Linked DNA regions of Mus musculus: regions 2 and 3 are each linked to region 1. A link is a contact called in public HiCAR-type and promoter capture Hi-C data. All regions are on one chromosome and are shown on one strand. Each heading gives the region's core, a stretch centred on a gene start, on an enhancer-like site or on the middle of the called end of the contact. The rest is flanking DNA. Distances are from core to core; before and after follow the strand shown. Region 1 holds the start of Lama5 (laminin, alpha 5). Region 2 holds the start of Uckl1 (uridine-cytidine kinase 1-like 1). Region 3 holds the start of Rtel1 (regulator of telomere elongation helicase 1).

Region 1 (3,803 bases), core at 394-2,893:
TAGACCAGGCTGGCCTCGAACCCAGAAATCCACCTGCCTCTGCCACCGGTCCCCTCCTGCCTAGGTGCTGGGATTAAAGGCCTGCGCCACCACCGTTTGATGGCACCTCACTTCTGAACGCTCGCCTCAGACGGATCCTGCTCTGACTTGTAAAGCTTCAAAAACAAGTGTTTATACCTTCCCAGGCCTCAGTTTCCCTGTCTCTGATGGCCCACACCTGCTCTTACTCTGAGACTGCAAGGGAACCAGAGCGCAGGGAGCCCGGCCCTTCTCAACTCCCCCTCCCCACTTGGAGGCCCGAGAACAGGCGGGGTGGGCAGGCAAGGAGGGTGGTGGCCAGGTAAACCAGAAAACAGAACTGAATTCCTTCACCGCTCCCCTTTCTCCACCCCGACGAATCCGTTTTTTCAGCTATTCTTTCCCTCGCCAGCCTCCTTCCAGGAACGTGGAAGCAGGTCCCTAGAGAAGGTAGCTAAAGTTACCAGGCCCTAATGGCTCCCAACTCCTTAGGTCCCTAACGTGAGGCAGGAGTCCTGCGGGGGGGGGGGGGGGGACAACGTGGCCCACCTGCAGGCTCAGCCTGAAAGGCAGGGCTCAGGAGAGTCCTTAGGTACAGAATCCACATCTCCCGGGAGACTAAAGCCCCAGAGCCTACCACCTGCTGGGCAGGGGGCTCCTCCACGATGGCCCACAGGTGTTAGCGCTCTCCACCTCCTTCTGAAGTTCCCAGATCCCAAGCAAAGAAGCTTCTTCAACTTTTGGCTGAGACAGTGAGACCCAACACCAGGAGAAACCGGCGATGGTGCGGCTTCCGCGCTCATTCCGTCCCTATCCGGGAGGCCAACAGGTTCCTGCCTGTCCCGGGGTAACAAGGAGCTCCCGCCCCCTCCTCACAGTCAGCGGGCACCCTGGCCAAGTTCCGCCCACGCAGGGATCCCGGACTTACGGCTGCCGAGGACTGATCACCGGTCCCCTCCTGCCTAGGTCACCCCCCCACCCCCACCCCCGAGCTTCACCAGCCCCAGGGGCCCTTGGTCCGCGAGTCGGACACTTCATTGGCTCTTCCAGAGGCACGTGCCGTGTCTGCACGAGTTTCGGTAGCCGCATCAGGGTCCCCCTTAGTCCATCAAAACATGGGGCCAGGGAGTCTTGGTGGGAGAGTCAGTCCGTACTTACTCTCCCCAGCACTGGGAGCCCCTACGAGATGTCTGGGTTCCGGCGCTAGAGGTGGACCACCACAGGATGGTGTAACCAGCTCCTCCGTGCCGCGCTCACCTGGATTGTCTGATTGGGATCTCCGCCAGCCACCGGACCCCCAACCAGCTTGCAGTAGAGGTCCTCGGTGGGGCGTGAGACACTGCGCGTCGGGGCCTCCTCGCCGCAGGTCGCGGACGCGGTGATGCGAGCGCCCTCCGCCAGGTTGAAGTAGGGCGGGTGCAGGCTGAAGCCATCGCCCCCGGGAGTGCGCGCCTCGCCTACCAGCGCCAGTCCAGCCAGCAGCAGTAGCAGCGGCCGTGGCGCGGGGCTCCGGGGGCCAAGAGCGCCCGGTGCGCTCCCCGCGCAGAGCTGCCCTCCGCGCTTCGCCATTTTCCTGCTGGGGGCTGCGGCTCTAGGGACAGCGCGCACCGCAGGAGCCCGGCAAGTCTAGTTTGGGGCGGCCGGTCCCGCTGGCCCCGCCTGTCCGAGGACGTCAGGCCCCGCCCAGGCCCGCCTGGCGCCCGAGCCTTATGCCCTGGAGAGGGGGTTGGGGGAGGGCATAAGAGAGGGGGCGGCCTGGGGACCTTAACCCTTCCGACCCCGGCCAGACCAGCGTCCTGGAAGGGGCACCTGCTGGCCGCCCGCCAGGCCGCGGGAACTTGGCGCTACTGAGCCTTTCCTCTCTCCCAGGTGGTGGCTTCGATCCCCACTGAGACCCCTTGCTTTTTCCGTGGATGTTCAGGACCCCAGCATGCCGGGCCTGCCTCTACCCGCCCAGCGGCTCCTGTTTTTGTTTCCCTAACTTCAAACAGGTCTCAGCCACCTGGCGCCTCCCCGTTGCCCTAGCCTGTTACTCTCTTCCTTCCCTGTTGGTATTTGAATAAACTGTGTGTAGCTGTGGATGGGGACCCAGAGGAGATGTGATCTGCAAATGGTGGGGGGGGGGGGGGTGGAGAAGACCAGACAGGAGGAGACCCCCTACTTCCTCCATTGTTAGGTCGGATTTAGCCCTGTCTACCCCTTTGGGTTTTAAACTCCTCTGCAATAGGGGATCAATACAAGAGCAAAGAAATGACAGGCGCCCACCCATGGAGCATATCCAAGGATGCTCATTGGCCTATAGGTGCCACTCCATAGGCTCCTTGGGAAGCTAAGACTTTGCTTAGACATCTTTCTTTCTTTCTTTCTTTCTTTCTTTCTTTCTTTCTGTTTTTTTGTTTGTTTGTTTGTTTTTTGTTTTTGTTTTTTCGAGACAGGGTTTCTCTGTACTGTATAGCCCTGGCTGTCCTGGAACTCACTTTGTAGACCAGGCTGGCCTCGAACTCAGAAATCCACCTGCCTCTGCCTCCCAAGTGCTGGGATTAAAGGCGCTGGCCACCGCCGCCCGGCTTAGACATCTTTTAAGCAAGCCGTGCCTCTAGCTCCTGTGTTTCTGGGGTACAGTGGGCTCCAGTTGATCTGCCTGGCTGAGTTGCAAACATTGAACGTCCTAGAGGCTTAGCTAAGATGCTTGTGTACCTCATGTCTGCTTCAGCCACAGCCACTGGATTCCCTTCCCTTGGATTCTAGGACCAAACAGGAAAGCCCCCAGGGGTGTAGAGGTCGAACTCAGCAGCAGGGCTAGCAGCTCCCCTTATCTCCTAGCCAGGCCACCATCTCACGTTTTTGGGTAGGACTCCCATTCTTGCTGGTCCTTCTGGATAATCCCAAGGGTCCCAGTGAGTTCCTGAAACACTGCCATCATGTCCTGGCCCAGTTCTGACCCGTAATTGTCTGGAAAATTTGCACCATCCTCCTGCCCTCCTGACTAACCCCCCAGCCTCCTACAAATCTTAAACCCCAAGGGGCTGGGAGGACCCCAGTCTCCGTTGAAAATGCGAGGTCAAGACAAGCTGCCCTCCCTGGATGCTTCCACTTTCCCTCCCCGGAATTCCTCTATAACCTCACTATTAGTTTTCCACCTGGGGGAGGGCAAGGCAGCCGCTTCCCTTTGCTTCGAAGGCTTGGTGTGGGGGAGGGGCTGGCTCCAGAGAGGGCGGGAGACAGGGAGGAATCTGGAATTCAGTAGAGTAGGCTCAGACGCTGATTTAAGACCCCGTGTGAGGCACAGCTGGGGCAGTAGCAGGTTCCCAGATGGCTGGCCCCACCCTACTACTGCCTAGAAGTCCCCCATGCCCGCCAGGAAGCCATTCTCGTTCACGCCTCTACCCTCTTTAGCAGCTGGGGGTCCTAACAGCCTGAGGCTGAGAGATACATTACCAAAGCGTCTGACCTCCGGGCTTGATAGCCTGCTGACTTCAAGGGAGTTTCTCCGGGGTCTAGAGGGCAAAGGTTGTGCCAGTACTCCCCTGAGCCCCCTAGTGGCCAGGCAGGATGTACTTTGGATTGGTCCCAGAGGAGCCAGTGAAAGAGAGGGGGCAGATGGCTGAGAACGTGCCGAGTCAGCCTGTCAGCCAGCACCGGGAGGGTTAAACCCAAGCTAGCTACTTCCCAGCAGACAGCTGGCCCAAGAACAACTGGTGGTGGACGGGGCGGCTGATGCCGGCAGAGGACTCTGTGGCACGGGACTGGTGAAGTGTCCACACACTACCCTGTGGCAGCTGGTC
Region 2 (3,803 bases), core at 901-3,400, 1.4 Mb after region 1:
CAGGGGTGCAGAGTTAAGGAGTCCTAGGGAATCAGTTCTCTAAGTTTGGCTGGCTAAGCACAACAGAGGATCCTGACATGTTCCTTGGGTACCCCAGCAGGTCAGGATCAGTGGGTAGCAAAAAGGCCACAGGTCTGTGGGAAGCTAACATCGTGCTGGTCTTAGAAAGGGAAGGCTTTACTTAATTCCAGATTTGTTACTGCTTACAGAATAGACCTGTCCCACCTATTGATTCACTAGACTTGGCTCCAAAATACCACACCCTGACCCCAGAACTTCATCTTTACCTAAGATACACCAGGCTACCTGGCTACTACACTCCTTAACTTCCATCTTTGAGGTTTTCTTCTTTCAGGGCTCCATTTTAGGCCTCAGGGCTGTCTGAGGTAGGTGGTGCTGGAAGCTGCTGCTCAGTTTTCATTTTCCCCTGGCTATCCCTTAGGTAACAGCGCTGTCATCTATGGCTCAAAGCCACTCACCAGGGAGTTGCTGCAGACCTGTATGTATCCTTATACAGAGAAACAGAGAGAGGCTACTGAGGACCTAAGCCGGTGCCTCATGGATAAGGAAACTCCATGGAAGTTAGAGCTGCCCTGTAATTTGCATCCCCCATATCTTAGAAACCAGAATGAAAGGCCTACAGCAGAGACTGAAGAGAGGAAGGCTCATCACTTGGACCACCAAAGAAAGGTCTCAAGATCCCTCTGCTATGGTTAAATCTAGTCAAGCAACCCATCCCGGTGCTACTGTGGAATTCCTGCAAGAGGCAGAAGGCGGTTCAGAGTCATCAAAGCCATTTTTACAAGGTAGACATAGGACTGGGGGATTAAAGGCTTTCATGGCCTCACTTGCCAACCTGCCTCCCCCCCCCCCCCCCAAGGCTCTGGGTGAGTACCTATTAACTTCTCTCCACTCTCTAATCCCAAATCCATCTCCACTTTGCATATCGACATGAAAGCCAATGGCGGTGCTGGCTAAGGTCAGACAACTCCAAGGAAAAGGCCTCAGGGGCAGGCAGATAGGGAGCCAGGTGCTGGGAAAGGCAATAGGAGAAACCTCAAGCTGGGCTTTAGTCTACCAGCGACTCCCTCCCCTACTGCTGCCAGTGCCTGAGGCACCAGGGCAGTTTGTATCTTCTCAAGGTGTATCCCCAGGAACCTTCGGAGGAGGAATTTGGCCACGGCCTCACAAAGTCTGACTCCTGGTCAGAATGCCTGGAGTGTGTGAACTAGCTGGGATTCACCTCATCCACTGCCAGCACCTCACTTTCTAAAGGCGTCCGGGGTTACAGCTTCTCAGGCGGTGCACTGTGGCATGCAAAGCCGGAAGACATTTGGCCTTCAACTGACTCATACAGACCGGAAGAGGTGTCACGAGCAGTTTCCAAGCATGGTCACTGCCCCCTGGCGGCCACGACCTAGAGTTGCTACAAGTGATGATCAGGCCGAGTGAAGACAAGGACCCTTAAGTCTCCTACTTCCTACAAGGACCCTTATCTCCCCTTCCATTCTCCTGAAAGCCTCGAAAGTCTCAAAGGCCCCCAAACTCTCGGACAGGTGGCAATCACCACCCCATCTTACATTCACAAGCACCACTGGCCGCCAGGTGCAACTTTGCGCTCAATTTCGACGAACTCAGAAGGTCGAACACGCCTACCGCCCAGCTGGGGGCCCAGAGCCAAGTGCGCACCCACTAGGAACAGAGACCCACGCTAAAGATGTCAAACAGGTTTCCATTCTCAGTGCCTCCAAAAGCTGGAGCTTGGGCCAGTTCCGCCTTCCGTCCGCTGGGGCCCTCCAGGTCGTCTGCCACCTCCCTCTCCCTGGCAGGGGGTGGCTGACACATAGCCCAGGAGGCCCCAGGGCGCTGGAGAGCCGCCGAAACCTGTCCAGGATCCACAAGGCTGTAGAGATCAAGCTGCCCATCTATGGAGATGCCGGGAGCCGTCCCGGCTCTAGGAAGAGATGCAAGCCGTGCTCCGACCCCTCCCAAGAGACAAGCGCGGCCCCTGCCTTATTCAGGCCCGCGCCTACCGGTCCTCGCACGCCGTTTCATTCTGCTCGGCCTGGCGGCCAGGCACGTCTGGGGCCACAGCAGACTGCAGGGGCGAAGGGGCGGCGCTCATTGAGGCCGGCGGCGCAGCCATGGCGTCCCGAACCTGGCGGAGGCCGGGGAGGCGCACCGGGAGGCAGGCACGCTGCGGACTACAATCCCCACAAGGCCGTGCGGCAAGCCCCGAGAATGACCTTTGCCTCAACACAAACTCAGCCACACAAAATCCCTGGAAAAAAAAAATCAATAAACATTTATTTGATACAGTGACTTTAATACATAGTTGATGGCCCACCACCGCACCACTCCGGGCCAGGGGATGAGGATGAGGACAGATGACCACAAGGCGGGCAGGACCAAAGCTCACCTCAAAACATCTTGCAAATAAAACACTTTGTAGATAGAATATATATGCATGTATATCTATGGTTACAAGTGATAGCCAGAAATGCACTTGTGTAATGAGAACTGCATTATAACCAAACCAAGGAACCCAAAGTTTAGGAGGCGCTGCAGTCAGGTATGTGGGGTGACCTGGGAAACCAGGTCTCCAGGGCAAGGGACCTGGGTTTCACCCAACAGGGGAACAGCTCTCCCTTCAGAACCACCATAGGGACAGGAAGATCCCAAAGCCTCCAGGAGGCACCATCATCTGCCTGTGCAGGAACATAAAGTGCACCCTGGTTCTGCATGAAATGTCTGCCCTTGGCACTTCTGTTTTTTTAGGGCAGGGCAAGCGCTGAGCCAGAGGTAGATCTGTAGAGACCCTGACTTTTGCATTTTGCCAAGGACCCAGGGTTGGTTTGGCCCTCTAAGTCTATGCCCACCCACCTTCTGTAGCTCTGCCATGATGGTCCCTCTTACTGAGGATCTGTGTAGGCTGGTGGTTACCTTTGGGCCATAGTAGGGAGGTGGGCAGACCGATGAGCCCTGCCACCATGGAAGAGCTTTACAGTCTAGTTTGCCACTACTTACCAGTCACCACAGGCTGGTACCTATCCAACTGCAGCTTTTGACAGCTGCCCCAAAACTGACCTCAAAGACTGAGTTAAAGTGCTAACATCAAGTTACCCAGAACAGTCCCATAGCAAGGCTGTATATGGGCTTTCTGGTTCGTCCTGGAAAACTCAGCCCCCAGCAAACCCAGGTCCTACTTCTCCCTACAAGTGCCAAGTACCTGAGAGGCTAGGGTGGATGGTCACACCCCACAGAGGTGTTGTGAAAAGTGCACTTTGGCCCCCTTCCCTTCCACAGTTGCACACAACCACTCCAAAGCCCCAGCCTACCCTTTGACACTGGATCATACCCACCTCTGTAGCCACCTCTGACCACATCAAAGTGTGTAGGAATTGGAGAGTCCATTCAACACCTACAACACACCAGGCCATGGTTACCTTGCCCAGAGTCAGAGCCTTTCTAAATACATGTGTACAAGGACCTCACCCCAAATCTCCCTGGAGCTGGCCTTCTTGGAAACGCTCCCTGCTGAGGCTGGGGGCAGGTGCTAGTCAGTACCACAGCAATACCTTCGGCACCAGGAAACCCTTAGCACCATGACATTAAGATTGTTGAGTTTTGTATAAAAAAAACCCAGAATTAAAAAAAAAAAAAAGAAAAAAAAAAGGTTGCTACTTGTCACAGCAACAAGACTGGCATCAACAACATCCAGGAGACACACAGAGGCAAATATCAAAATTCACATCATCCAGGATCAGAAGCAGAGACCTCAGTCCACCCCTACCAACACTATA
Region 3 (3,803 bases), core at 416-2,915, 1.1 Mb after region 1:
AAAAGTAGACAATGTAATAGTGAAAATAGAAAAGGATTTTTTTGTTTTGTTTTGGTTTTTTTCGAGACAGGGTTTCTCTGTATAGTCCTGGCTGTCCTGGAACTCACTTTGTAGACCAGGCTGGCCTCCAACTCAGATATTCTCCTGCCTCTGCCTCCCAAGTGCTGGGATCAAAGGCGTGTGCCACCACCGCCCAGCTAGGATTTTTTTTTTTCAATATGGCAACACTGGGCAGAGGAACAGTGAAGTCCAATTATCTCCCAAATGATCCTTACAGCTCTGATCCTTAGGTTTATTTGGATGATGTGTACATTACTATGCAGCCTTGGGTCCTAACCATCATCTCTAGCTTCAGTCTCTTTGCCACAGTGGTCTGACAAGTTGTCATAACTGCATAAAATCTTCTTCCCTAAGAAGAGTCCCTTCTCTGTCTGGTACCCCTCACTCTTTTCCTTCCTTTCCTGGGGAATTCCAATTTCTGGGGGGTCCATTGTTTAAATGGCCTGATAGTCAAAAGGAAGATCATATGCATCTCTTAGAATATATTCATTCCTTCCAGGATAGTTTCATTATAAGCTGGGCATGCTGCCTCAAAGCAACTACCTATGTGCTGTGAACTAGACTTGTCTTGATGTGAACCCAAGCAGCAGATGAATCAGCTCATGTCTCAGCTTCACTAGTAGCCCAGAAAGTTTTGCCTGGAATTGGTGCCATCCCAGTGTGTGTGGCCTCCTTCATCTTCAAATTCCCAATAAGAGATGAGGGTCTGAAGGAAATCTATAGGTTTGTCAGGGTGTTCTGTAAGTATGATCTCACATGCACAAGTATGGGCATTTCTGTGGGAAACTACCTGGGTATTAAAGAGAAGCTCTGAAACAAGTATCTATTAGTAGTGGAGAGCCAGCCACTGAAATGTCAATTTCTTTCTAATACCTATTGGGATTGCCTGAAATAAACAAACACCTCTGATGTCAGCACCGCCCTGAAGGACTTTGCAGCTCTCTCTTCCCTGGAGCTCCTTGTTGACTGTCAGCTAGTGCTAGGTGCTAGAGATTTAGAGGAACTCACCTGACAGCTAGCAGACACTGATTGGAAAATAAGCTGGACCCTGGGTGAGAGAGGAGGCAGTGAGAACTCTTAATGTGGGGTGGGGGTCTAGGTAAGATGCAGCCATTTGGATTTTATATACTCCAGCTGTGAAAAGATGCCTTTTGTGACTTGAGGTCAGTAACCACAAGAAAGCTTTAGATTTGTTTAGTTGTGCGGACAATGTAAGTGGCCTGGCCAAATGAACTAGTAGATTCCAGAAGATGGAGCTTATAATGCAAAAGTGGGGATGAGTGTCCGGGCGTGCACGCCTTTCATCCCAGCACTTGGAAGAGGCAGGTCAACCTGGTCTACAGAGTGAGCTCTAGGGCAATCAAGGCTACAGAGAGAAAACCTGTTTCGAAACAAACAAGCAAAAAGAGTGGGAGACAAGCGAGACTCTAGACGATATTAAGTGCTTTGGATAGAATACAGAGATGAGGCCAGGTCCACTGCACGAAGCCCCACCCCCCAGCCCCCAGCCCCCTGGCGTCCAGAGGCGAGGGAACCTGCTGACTCAGAAGTCGCGGAACCCGGTTTCCGCCCGGGTGCAAAGTAGCGGACCGGAAGGGAGGAAACGGAAGTGTAGCATTTAGGCGTGGCTACACGGATCTGCCCGCGAAGTTCCAATCAGCGGACTGCGGAGCACGCGGGATCCGTGTCTTTACAGTTGTTTGATACCGGACTTTGAAAGGCAGCCCTACCGAGACAAGTGAGCTGGGAGTCGCTTGACAGTTTTATCTGAGTGGATAGAGGTCATAGATCACGCACTCGCTAGTTCTGAAGTGCCGCGGTGCATTCTGGGTCCCGGGCTCTTGCTGCCAGTGTCTAGCTAGAGGCGCCTCCCTGGGCTAGTTCCAAGACGGCGGATAGATTTTCGCCTGTCAGTAGACTTGGAGGTCTGGAGAAGTTTAGTGACTTGCGGAGGGCTGAACAGATCATGATTCTGTTTTGCTACCTTTGTTTGGTTGGTTTTGGTTTTGCGTGTCAGGATGTCACTGTGTATTCCTGGCTGTCCTGGAACTCGCTCTGCAGACCATGCTGGTCTCGAACTCAGAGATCCATCTGTTTTTTCCTCCTGAGTGCTGGGAACTAAGGCTGGAGCACCACGCCCTGCCTGTTTTACTACTTTATTTGCATTCGGGTGCACACCTGGACCGAATGATGCATGACCCCAATCTTAAGAGCATCAAAGGTTGGAGACATTCCACGCTTTTGTGTTCAGGTCCAGGCCACAAGGGGATGCTCCTAGGTTCTTAGTCACAGACTTTTTGAAGAGTTGCAGGTAGAGTGCTGAAAATGTGCTTGTTTTGATAACTACATTGGGTTTTTGCTTTGCTTTGCTTTTCAGTCTAGGATGGAATTGGGTGAGCCAGGGGATCATCTTTAGATCTCTAAGCTCCTTTTTATTTTTTGAGACAGGGTCTACATAGCCCTGGCTGTCCTGGAACTCCCTGGACATGCTGGCTTCGAACTTAAGAGATACCCCTGCCTCTGCCTCCTGAGAGCTGAGATTAAAGGCGTGTGCCACCATGATAGGCTCTAAGCACCTTTTGATAGGGAAATAACAGATTTTCTGACCCTACAAGGACAGCTTCCTAAAATGATTGGTGTAATGGTCTGTGGCTACAAAGGCTGATTTCTTCTTATCTGTGTTGTAGGGAATTCTTACAGAGGGAAACCTGATGCCACATGCTGCCAACACTTACCTGGAGTGGCTGAAACACTGAGATGATCAGAGGGGTTTGTCTCACAGACCCAGACAGCCTGCATCTTGGCCTACCACCGTGTCTTCCTCAGTATAGGCTGATATGCCCAGGGTAGTCCTGAATGGTGTGACAGTGGATTTTCCTTTCCAGCCCTACCCATGCCAACAGGAATATATGACCAAGGTGCTAGAATGTCTCCAGAAGGTAAAGCTACAAAGCTCAAGACAGTAATTTAGAGAGGGGGCAATGAGGGCATACCTTCAGCAAACCCCTACTGTAGCCCTACCCTCATCCATTCCAGACTGGGTTTGTCTGCATTCTTTGGTTGGAGACTATAACAAGTGAACAAAAGAGATAGTTATAGAGAGGGATAACTTTGAGAATGTATTGCTGTCCTTTCTGAGTAGGTGGTGTTTGTGCTGGGTCTATTTGATAAGGAATGGGCTTAGGAGGCACATTTCTATGCAGAGGAGCAGGAATACCCAGCTTTCACCGTTTGGGGAAAATGTTTTGGAAAGTTTTTTTTTTCTTTTTAGATTTATTTATTGATTGTATGTAAGTACACTGTAGCTGTCTTCAGACACTCCAGAAGAGGGCATCAGATCTTGTTATGGACAGTTGTGGGCCACCATGTGGTTGCTGGGATTTGAATTCACGACCTTCATAAGAGCAGTCGGTGCTCTTAACCGCTGAGCCATCTCTCCAGCCCTTGGAAAGTTTTAAAATGAGACTTTGATTTATTTATTTTATTTTTGAGACAGGATCTAACTTTTAGCCTAGGTGTTCTGGATAAGCCAGGCTAGCTTCAACTCACAGAGATCTGTCTGTCTCTGCCTTCAGCATGCTAGGGCTAAAGGCATGTATTACTGTGGCTGACTTTTGTGTTTGAACCCTGGAAAAAGTCTTTAAATCTTAGGGGTGTGGAGTTTTTAGCTTTCTACTGAGTTTCTTGAGGTTGCCTTTTTGTATTTGAATCACTTTTTCCTCAAATGTCTTCTTCAGGCTTCT

The links. Promoter capture Hi-C pulls out the DNA fragments that hold promoters and counts their contacts. HiCAR-type assays count read pairs that join an accessible place to other places.
Region 2: a contact with region 1 is called in a HiCAR-type map of astrocytes, with 3 times the contacts expected there. The contact joins the promoter of Uckl1 here to the promoter of Lama5 in region 1. A contact is called at or near these places in 2 of 115 datasets of contacts at active chromatin or transcription factors (astrocytes and embryonic stem cells).
Region 3: a contact with region 1 is called in a promoter capture Hi-C map of second pharyngeal arch cranial neural crest. The contact joins the promoter of Rtel1 here to the promoter of Lama5 in region 1. A contact is called at or near these places in 3 of 39 promoter capture datasets (cranial neural crest, liver and second pharyngeal arch cranial neural crest).

The regions. Positions count from the first base shown.
Region 1 is chr2:180,224,216-180,228,018 of GRCm38.p6, forward strand. Lama5 (laminin, alpha 5) reads right to left here and starts at 1,644. Exons shown (of 79, transcript NM_001081171.2): 1 at 1,276-1,644. The coding sequence starts at 1,587. Gm52542 (a long non-coding RNA gene) reads left to right here and starts at 404. Exons shown (of 2, transcript XR_003953984.1): 1 at 404-468; 2 at 724-2,099.
Region 2 is chr2:181,579,823-181,583,625 of GRCm38.p6, forward strand. Uckl1 (uridine-cytidine kinase 1-like 1) reads right to left here and starts at 2,151. Exons shown (of 15, transcript NM_026765.3): 1 at 2,034-2,151. The coding sequence starts at 2,146. Zfp512b (zinc finger protein 512B) reads right to left here. Exons shown (of 17, transcript NM_001164597.1): 17 at 2,281-3,803. Uckl1os (uridine-cytidine kinase 1-like 1, opposite strand) reads left to right here. Exons shown (of 3, transcript NR_027289.1): 2 at 621-806.
Region 3 is chr2:181,318,059-181,321,861 of GRCm38.p6, forward strand. It overlaps Rtel1 (regulator of telomere elongation helicase 1), which reads left to right and starts at 1,666. Exons shown (of 34, transcript NM_001001882.3): 1 at 1,666-1,798; 2 at 2,748-2,999. The coding sequence starts at 2,898.